Regions from separate parts of the Mus musculus genome. Here all the other regions are linked to region 2. The links are chromatin contacts, called in public Hi-C maps. All regions are on one chromosome and are shown on one strand. The core of a region is the stretch at or near the end of the contact, and the rest is flanking DNA. Distances in the headings are between cores, read along the strand shown. Region 1 holds the start of Gsg1 (germ cell associated 1). Region 2 has its middle 82 kb from the start of Emp1. Region 3 has its middle 65 kb from the start of Gm25136.

Evidence for each region. A called contact is a pair of places that touch in the nucleus more often than the background predicts.
Region 1: a contact with region 2 is called in a Hi-C map of cortical neurons, with 4 times the contacts expected there. The contact joins the promoter of Gsg1 here to the enhancer-like site in region 2. A contact is called at or near these places in 8 of 484 Hi-C or Micro-C datasets (the N1E-115 cell line, cortical neurons, embryonic fibroblasts and 3 more), 1 of 115 datasets of contacts at active chromatin or transcription factors (pancreatic cancer cells) and 2 of 9 other capture datasets (adipose tissue and embryonic stem cells).
Region 3: a Hi-C map of cerebral cortex shows a contact between it and region 2, with 3 times the contacts expected there. The contact joins two enhancer-like sites. A contact is called at or near these places in 4 of 39 promoter capture datasets (3T3-L1-derived adipocytes, the HPC-7 cell line, hippocampal neurons and 1 more), 6 of 484 Hi-C or Micro-C datasets (cerebral cortex, cortical neurons, nephron progenitors and 1 more) and 1 of 115 datasets of contacts at active chromatin or transcription factors (pancreatic cancer cells).

Annotation. Positions count from the first base shown.
Region 1 is chr6:135,252,866-135,255,762 of GRCm38.p6, forward strand. It overlaps Gsg1 (germ cell associated 1), which reads right to left and starts at 1,471. Exons shown (of 7, transcript NM_010352.2): 1 at 1,268-1,471; 2 at 408-467.
Region 2 is chr6:135,443,078-135,446,127 of GRCm38.p6, forward strand. No RefSeq gene overlaps it. Among named protein-coding and RNA genes, the nearest start is that of Emp1, 82 kb to the left of the region's middle. Within about 2 kb of position 1,789, at least 105 of the 459 cell types and tissues checked have an H3K27ac peak or open chromatin away from gene starts, as enhancers often do. A contact at or near this core is called in the N1E-115 cell line, cerebral cortex, cortical neurons and 2 more, where this site is marked.
Region 3 is chr6:135,589,945-135,592,951 of GRCm38.p6, forward strand. No RefSeq gene overlaps it. Among named protein-coding and RNA genes, the nearest start is that of Gm25136, 65 kb to the left of the region's middle. Within about 2 kb of position 1,342, at least 5 of the 459 cell types and tissues checked have an H3K27ac peak or open chromatin away from gene starts, as enhancers often do. A contact at or near this core is called in cerebral cortex, where this site is marked.

The DNA.
Region 1 (2,897 bases), core at 221-2,720, 190 kb before region 2:
CGGGCGTGGTTGCCGTGGCGACGCACCGGGAGCGTGTTTTGAATTGTTTCGCAGGGCCCCGCCCTTGTGCAGCGAGTCCTTGGGACTTCTAGGTGTGGCAAGGAACCACTAGGTTTCTTCCTCTTTCTCTTCCTTGGGTGGGTCCTGCATCCGGTTGGCCTATCCATCAGGGCAGGCGAGGACCAGCCCAGAGAAGAGAATGGATCCTGGGTTAAATTCCTAACACCAGACGGGACAAGTGTCCTGGTTGCTGTCAAATCCCAAATCAAGCGTTTCCCTATTCCCTCCAAAACGTGGTTCCCTAGGTCCTTTCTGATGGAGGGGTAAGGTAGGCCTGCCTCGTTTTGTAGACACGAGAGGTGAGCACATGAACCCCTTAACACATCTGAGGACTACTGGTTACCTACCTGCTTCCCCAAGGGCTGGCGGGAGAGGTGGGGAGTCCTCTACAGTTTTGTTCTGAAGATCTAAAGAGGTGGAAGGAAAGCGGAATCTAAGGAAAAAGCATCCCAAACTACCAGGCCAGTGGTTAGACCCTTCGCTAGCTAACTGCTCCCGAGGCCCTCGCACCCCACCAGGTATAGAGCACCATCTCCATTGTGCTGCTTGGATTCGATCTTTGATTTGCACCAGATCACAGATGTAGACATGGTAGAGTCCGCGTTTAGACCCGCAACCCTAAAAGGCCCACTGCTTTTGAAGGAACGTGCCCACACAGCAAAGGGCAGGGAGACACTTTTTAACAAAAGCCACAGATTTCGGGTCATGGAACGGCCTCCACAATGAGGCAAGGGTTCAAGTGTCCTGTGCTTTATATCTGTGGCTTCATGTTAACACCAGGCTTCCCCATAACCCTGCCCCCTCTCTAGAGAACTAATCCTGAAAGATACTAACATTTCAGGCACTGACTGGCTTTTGCTATCATGTTCATATCTGTAAGGGCTCCACCAGTTGATGGTTGATGTGTGTACTTTGGGGGCTTCTTTCTGAACTTGGGGGAGCTGCCTGAGCCCACACTGCTGGCTCTTCAGAGCTTTGAGCTCTGTCCCAGTCTCACCAATGCCGCTTTCTTAGGCTAGCTGGGCCTTCTGAACATACTTGCTCACTGCTCAATAACTATACATTACTCCCCTCTCCGTGTGTGTGTGTGTGTGTGTGTGTGTGTGTGTGTGTGTGTGTGTGTTCATGCCACTAGAGATGGGGCTCAAATAGTGAAATAAATATAATTAGTTTTTTTTAACAACATTTCCAAAAGCTGTGTACCTACCTCCTGGGTGAGACAAACATTTTGAGTCAGCTGACAGGAGTTGAAAATGTGTCTCAGCTTCTGCTCTGACAGGTCTTAGTTGCGTGGCTCAGGTGTTGAGGGAGAGGGTGCACCAGGTCCCCTCTTGCCAGCAGAGGGGGTAAGGTGGTATGTGGGCAGTTGGGAGAGGATGAATGCCCCTCAGGCACGCCGCCAGCTTGGGTAGGGATGGGTTACTATGACTTCATTCTGTGATGTCACAGTAGCAGGCAGGGCTCTCTCCCCCGGATGCCCCGCCCACTCCTCTCCCAACCCTAGAAAGACCAGGTTGAGAGAAGGGCACACGCTCAGTACCTCTCAGTCTCCTGAGGTCTTTCAATCGGTGCTTAATGAGTATAAAAAGATCTGGGGAGTTCATTCAAACACAAATCTGAAGGTTAGGGATGGCTTGCATGTGGTGCCAACCAGATCACATTGGCTTGTGAGGCTTGCCCACTGCTGTCAGAGAGAATTACAGTTGTGAGCCACATAAGGCTTAACAGTGTTCTAACACCTCCATTCAAAACAGTGAGATGAACACACACAGCAATAACAATGAACTCTTACCCAGGGCTGGGTGAAAGCCGACATCCCCCTCCTCCCCCACCCTCCAGCAACCACTGGAACCACACTGTTCTCAACATTGCATTAAAATGAAATATAACAGCTAAGTTGCACCATCTACATCTGAAGGGCTCAAAAGCCTCATGTAGTAAGCAGCTACTGTGTTGGCCTTTTTAACTCTAGACCATTCTTGAAGAGGTAATGGTGCAAAAGAGTTGCCATCTTAAAGGACCAGTGTCTGGAAATCTAAGGAGGCATTCAGTATCACGTTTATTTTTATTTGAAACAAGGCATTACACTTCATGTGTAGCTGAGTCTGGCCTTGAACTCTCGATCCTCCTTCTCCTCCTATCTCCCAAGTGCTGGGATGACAGCAGTGTCCACCACGTGTTGAATTTTCAGTTTTGCTTTGCAACAGGCTCTTACTCCAGCTAAAGCTGGTCTGGAACTCACTATATAACAAGGTTGGCCTTCAACTCATGGCAATCCTCCAGCCTCAGTCTCTGAGCACCAAGACTACAGATGTGAGCCACCATGCCAAGTTCACTCTCAGAGTTTTAGTAGACATAATTCAGTTGACGCCGAGGTACAACTCAGCCTCAGGTGTGAAGTCCAGGATTGAAAGGGTCTGGATGAAGACCTGTCCTGTGTGACATGGAACCCTCCATCCCTCTCTAAGACCCTTGCTCTTCCTTATCAAGGCACCCAGATCCTGACCTTCAGGACCTCAGATTCTAGCCTCAAATCCCTTATTCCAGCCCTGAGAATGCTCCCTTACCTCTGAGCTTCTATAGCATGCCTGGTCAGCTAATACAATCAGATTTTTCTTCTTTCTTTTCCCTCCCTTTCCTATTCTCCTTCCATCTTCTCCCTTCCATCTCCTTCCTTTCCTGCCTCTTCGCTTCTGTCCTAGTTAGTTAGTTTCCATTGCTGAGAAGAGACAGCGTGACCAAGGCAACTCTTATAAAGGATAACATTTAATTGGGGCTGGCTTACAGTTTCAGAGGTTCAGTCCATTGTGGGAAGCATGGCAGAGTCTAGGCAGGCA
Region 2 (3,050 bases), core at 539-3,038:
AGGCCAGCTCTCGCTCCTGTGGCTCAGGATTTTGTTCTGAATTCATTTTTCCACTTGCTGATTTTCCTACACTTCCAGGGGCTGCTCTTGGCTGACCCCCACGCTTTCATTTAGAACCACGCTATGTAGCTATCTCCTTGTAGTGGTTTGAATGAGTACCGTCTCCACAGGCTCTTATAGTTTGAATGCTTATTTGTCAGGGAGTGGACATGTTTGGGAAAGATTAGGAGGTGTGGCTTTATTGGAATCGATGTGGCTTTGATAGAGAAGGTGTGTCTCTGGGGGTGGGCTCTGAGATCTCTCTCACTACTTGCAGGATGTAAAGCTGTCAGCTACTGCTTAGTATCACGCATGTCTGCTTCCCTCCATGATAATCATGCATCAACCTTTGGACTCACCATACTTCAGCGAGTACCCCGTCAGCCATACTACTGAAATAAACACATTGCTTTATCAAACTGGACACAGATGGGACCCACTCCTTTGGTCTGCTGTTGGTACCCTACCTTGGGAAAAAAAGACATCTGTTTATGGAAAAGTCACCTAGCAAGTATCTAATTGTCCATTATTTCTCCCTTGGTGCCTATGATTATAGACTTGGGAGTTGTGTCTCTGGGGGAACTTCTTGTTGGTGGCAGCTCCTTCGAGAGAGCCTTGGGCATCAGAGCAATCTGACACCAAAGTGAAAGATGGCCACCTAAAGCCTCTGAGATCAGGCTGAAAGCATCAGGCTCCATCCGAAAGCTGGTCAACTGTGCACCAATTGGCTCCTTGCAGAGCAAATGTACACCGATGCCTGGTGGGACTGAGGATGGGTGTGTCAACTGATGGGAGAGGATGGGAAAGTGAGAGGTGACAGAGCCACCCGCTACTCACAAGCCCTTCCTTGCTTTCATATTCTGGAATTCTGGAAGGAGTTCCCAGGATGTTGAGCAGATTGTTCAAGGTCAAACAGCTAGCCTCTTGACTCCTGGGTCCCAGGATCACTGCAGGTACAGGACACAAGTAGTATAGGTTGATTCCTTTCCCGAAGCAGCTGGTGGGGAAGCAGAGGGGAGAATATGGCCTTGGTGCTGAAGATGGAAGGAGGCCTGGCTCAGAGCAGGGAAAACTTTGTAAGTGTTATTTTGTGAAAGAATTATATTAAACAGATTCTATTCCGACTATCAACAGATTTTCACATTTCCACCTTCCCCCTCCACAATTACCTCCTTCAGCCCCCACCATTCCAAACAGAATGTTTCCTTCCTGCTTGCACTGTAAGACAGCAAAATTGGCTTTCCCTTTAGACTCTACCTCCTGTACAGCACCATCTGGGGCTGCATAGCTTACTCTGTCGCCTTTATTTCTTAAAACATTTTGCTTGTTTTAATAATAATAATAATAATAATAATAATAATAATAATAATAATAATAATAATAATAATAATAATTACTATTATTGGGGATTGAACCTGAGACCTGACTCACACCAGGCAAATGTTCTACCAAGGACCCACATGCCCAGCCTCTTTTCTTTCTTTGAGACGGAGGTCTCAGTAATTTTTCTCAGCTGTCCTGGAACTTGTGGTCCTCCAGCCTTAGCCTCCCAGATAATTGGGATTAGAGGTGTACACCCAATACCAGTCCGCACTCTTTAAAACAAACCTTTCCCAGTTTTGCGCAGTTTCTCTGCTGGCCGCCAGGGGTCGCCCTTGGGCAGGTGGAGCCTCCTCTCCGCAGGGTGCAGGGCGGTTTGCCAGGAATCTGGAGCCGGCTTCTGTGTATATCAGCGCACAACATTAATCAGACGCAGGCTCTGCAGTGCTTTCGAAGGGGAGTAAGGAGCCAGGGTTGGGAAGGAGATTTTGTAAGCAGCCCAGCCAAGGGCCTTCACCTCTTCTACCCTAGGCTCACAGCAAACAGTGCATCCAGGACAGCCACTGGCTCTGGTCCAGGGTGCTACCCTTAGCGCTCAGGGTTGTAATTTACAGAGGGCCTGTGAGTCCTGGGGGGATGGATGTCTGCTGGGCTGTCTTTTTCAGGAGGAGGAGGAGACAGTAGGTCGATGATTCCTTTCTCTCCTTCGTCTTCTTTTTTTTTGCATGCTTCACTCAGACAACCAGGTCCTTGGAAGCAGGCATGGCTGGCTCCCTTGTGCACACAGAGGAAGCTCCGTCTCCTGGTGATTTCTCAGTTGCCCCCATACACCGGGATGGGTATCCAATGGTCTTTGCATGTGCCAGAAAGCCAGACCTCTGCCAGGCTCGTCTCGGATGGGCTCTACAGGAGGCAAAGTGCACGTGCTCCTTGGAGCATGAACTTCTCAACGTTACATTTTCATCTCTTCTGTTGTTCTTCTCCAAGATGGGGCTGCTGGTTAAGATTTGATGCTGTTACTGGACACACATCAAAGACGGAGGCACAGGGGAAGACAGGGAGAGAGAGCAGGGGAGGAAGCTGAGGGTATTGCCAGCCTGGAACCCTGCAGGGACCAGAGAAGCTGGGGCTCATCTGGGGTCAAGGTGCCTCCACTTTACTTTGTCTTTTCTCTATGTGCCCCTCCCTCCTACCGTCCCCCCTTCTCTCTGATCTCTTTCTTCCTCTCTTCTTTCTCTCTCTCTCTCTCTCCCTTCCTTCCTTCCTTCCTTCCTTCCTTCCTTCCTTCCTTCCTTCCTTCCTTCCTTCCTTCTTTCCAGACCCAGCATGTGTGTAGATGAACATGCATACATAAGGGTACACTTATAAGACATGACAACTGCAATCTTTCATAAGGTGTTTTGTTTTTAAAAGAAATTAGACACTAGGCAGGAAAAGTGAATTTAATGGAATGAGTCAGTAGGTGGAAAAGTGGGAGCTGACTTGAACTTCTCCAAGAGGGAGGGCAGCTGGGCTGAAGAGTCTGAAGAAAGACATAAAAGTGAGTTTTCACAGCCTTTGGCTGGGGCAATGGACAGGCTGCAAGAATGTCAGTAAAAGGTAGAAAGGGGGAAGGAATGTGTGGCGTCTAATTGTGCAAAGGTGGGACTAGGGACGGGAAGCCTTTGGATGCCCAAGTGAGGGACTGGAAC
Region 3 (3,007 bases), core at 92-2,591, 150 kb after region 2:
TGAAATGTGCCCCCTTCCACCGGATATGACTAAAACATCACAGCCCTGACTGTGGCTGGTCGCCATCCTTGTTTGAGTTCAATTTTCTTTTATTTGCTACTGAAAGCCTGCCAATTTGACCTAGTAATTTCACTTCTAGGAATCTACCCTAATAAAATGATCATAAATTCATACAAAAATCCCAAGTATACTATGATTTGTAAGGATTAAATAGGAAACAGCCTACACAAAGGTCCCCTTATGGGTTAAGGTTAAATAAATTATATTATGTGCATATGATGGAATTTTATGAAACAAATACAAATCATATTTCTGAGGAATACTTAATGACCTTAGGAAATGCCTACAGCATAGCACACAGTACAGAAGAGAAGATATAAAATTGGATTCATGCAATGTGATCTCATGATCTTATTTACATATAGAGAGATAGGAAGGAAACATACCAGACTATTAACAGTTATTTATGGGACATTTTTACCACCCTCTTTTTGTGTTTTAATTCTTAAAAAATGTACATATATTACTTTTAAAATTAGACAGAAATTCAATAAACATGAGCAGTGTTTTATAGATTTGACCGTTTGACAAAGACCCCAAAGGGTGGCAATGCGCTCATTTTCTATTTATTGAACCGTATATTTGAATCATGTGCTGGGCGGCTGTTATGAGGGAGCATGTCCTTAAACTCTCTCACCCTTTGCTCAGGCTTGACATTTTATGGAGATCGGCTCTGCAGAGAATTTAGGCTTTGAGTAGAGGAAAACATTTCTTGCCAAAGAAATGGGTCTGTGGCCCACTTCTCCTAGGAGTTTACGGCTATTATTTTTGTTGTTATTTTTATTATGACTTCTATTTTGTGTATTACATTGATGTGCACATGAACATGTATATTTGCACAATGTGTGTGCCCATTCGTGCACGTGGAGGTTGGAGGTTGACCTAGAGTGTCTTCCTCATTTCTCTCTACATTATATAATGATACAAAGTCTCTCACCAAGCCCAGAACCCATGGGTTCAGTTATTCTACCTATCTAGATTGCTCCAGAGATTTTTCTTTTCTACTTCAAGAGCACTGAGATTACAAGAGAAAAACAGCCCCTCACACACTTATGTGGGTGCTGAGATGTGACTGTTGTCTTCATGCTTGCACTGCAAGTGCCTTGCCCACAGAGCTGTGTGCCCAGCTCAGGGTTTACTTCTTGAAGCCATGAAGCATGGAATCTGAGGTTCTTCAGACTGTCCCTCCCAGTCGCCTCCCAGCGCTTAGGGTTAGGGCTGTCATCGCATATTGCAGATGGGAAACTGAAATGCACTGGGAAGTGAGTCACCCACAGCCAGACTGTGACACAGCCACAAAGAAACAGTGGCAGAGCAGGACCATCTGCTGTTCCACTTACAGGCGTGATCCCTAGGCTAGCTTGGCACCCGGAGCTACGTTTCCCAGGTTGGACCGGAAGGCAGCCTCCTCCATCGAGAAGGCCAGCACTGCAGCATCTCAGATCAACCACAGCAGAAGTTCTAAGGCAGGAGGTCCGAGAGCAGCGAGTCCATTTCTCTATTTGTATTTGGAAAGGTCATGTTGACCCTGCATCACAGCCCCTCACTGAAGGGAGGGATCCCGAGGCTTGCTTGTAAAAAGCAGGGCCTCCTTTATTTCTCTCTCCCTAGTCCCCAGCTCCTCCCTTTCTCACCTCTCCTCCTCCCTTCATTTCTTCCCCAGTTCCTCTCCTTCCACTTTCCATCTTCCCATACCCACCCACTTCCATCTTCCTATGTCAGTGCTCAGTGTCTCTAATGGCTCCCGATTGTTAAGACTGGAGCAGTGGTCTGCCAGACTATGCAGTGGCTACATCAGGATGCCACCTTTTCCATCATCCCCATGGCTAAGGTATGTAACTGTTCTTAGTTGTGCCCTCATCAGGGCACAGAACCTTTCAATCATCCTTATTTTGGTTCAGAGAGCCAATAATGTTCCGAATGAGCTGACTTCTATTTAAACCTGTGGTGGACTTGGGATGAGCGTGTTCATAACTTCTACAACTTCTCAGATTTTGCTTCTTTGTGCTTTATAGTATATATATGTGATATGCATCAATGTACTTCTGATTTTTTCCTGCAGCCTGGTTATGTCAGGGCTGAACTCCCTGCTTCTGGCTGTACCAAAAGATCATCTCAGCAACTTTATCTTCCTTGCTTACCTGCAGTTCTCAGTTTTAGCAGTGTTCCTTAATGAGCACAAGACAAGGAGCAAGGAAGGCATAAACAAATACCTGTTCACTCCAGATAGAGCACTGAAGACAGACCAAAGAAACGACCCCACCCAGGTCTCGTTTGGTAAATCAGTGGGCTTGTTTGGGTTACTGAGTGGGAGGTCACTTGCATGAGTGACTCAGGCAGCTGTATCAATGGACAGCCCCCCCCCCCCCAGTGTGGGTGGTGATGGATGATTGACAGCTCACCAGTGCTGTATCACTGGGTTCTCTGCACGGCTCAGGGGCAGCTCTAGCACCGAAGTGTCTCATCCTTCATCCAGAATTGCTTTCTGGTTATGCAACATCTGGAAGGGACCTTGTGAGTCTTCTAAGGCACTGGTGAATGTTACAAAACTCTGAGCCTCCTTCCTCTCCCCAGGATAGAATATTTAAATAGATAAAGAAGAGACAGCCACTGAGCATGGACCATTTATCTTGCAGGTTCTGAGAGCTTCACTTCTGACATTAGACTTTCAGTAGGGATCAAAGTCCTAAGAGAATAAACAAGTACAGAGAGCCCTGAAGTCAGGCAAACACCACCCAAAGTGCTGTCACAGAGAGTGTCAGGTAGGACAGGAGCTAATGTCCCTGAGAGCTGGGATCAAACTTGGCTTATTACAGCCTTTCTGCCCGTGAGCATATGGCTAGTTTCAGGGAAGTTAGTCTAATTCAGGTCTCTCCTTACCCTGCTTTTAGTAGGAGATAAATGGAAAGTAAACAGACCCACACATGTGCATTTCTAAATCATGGCC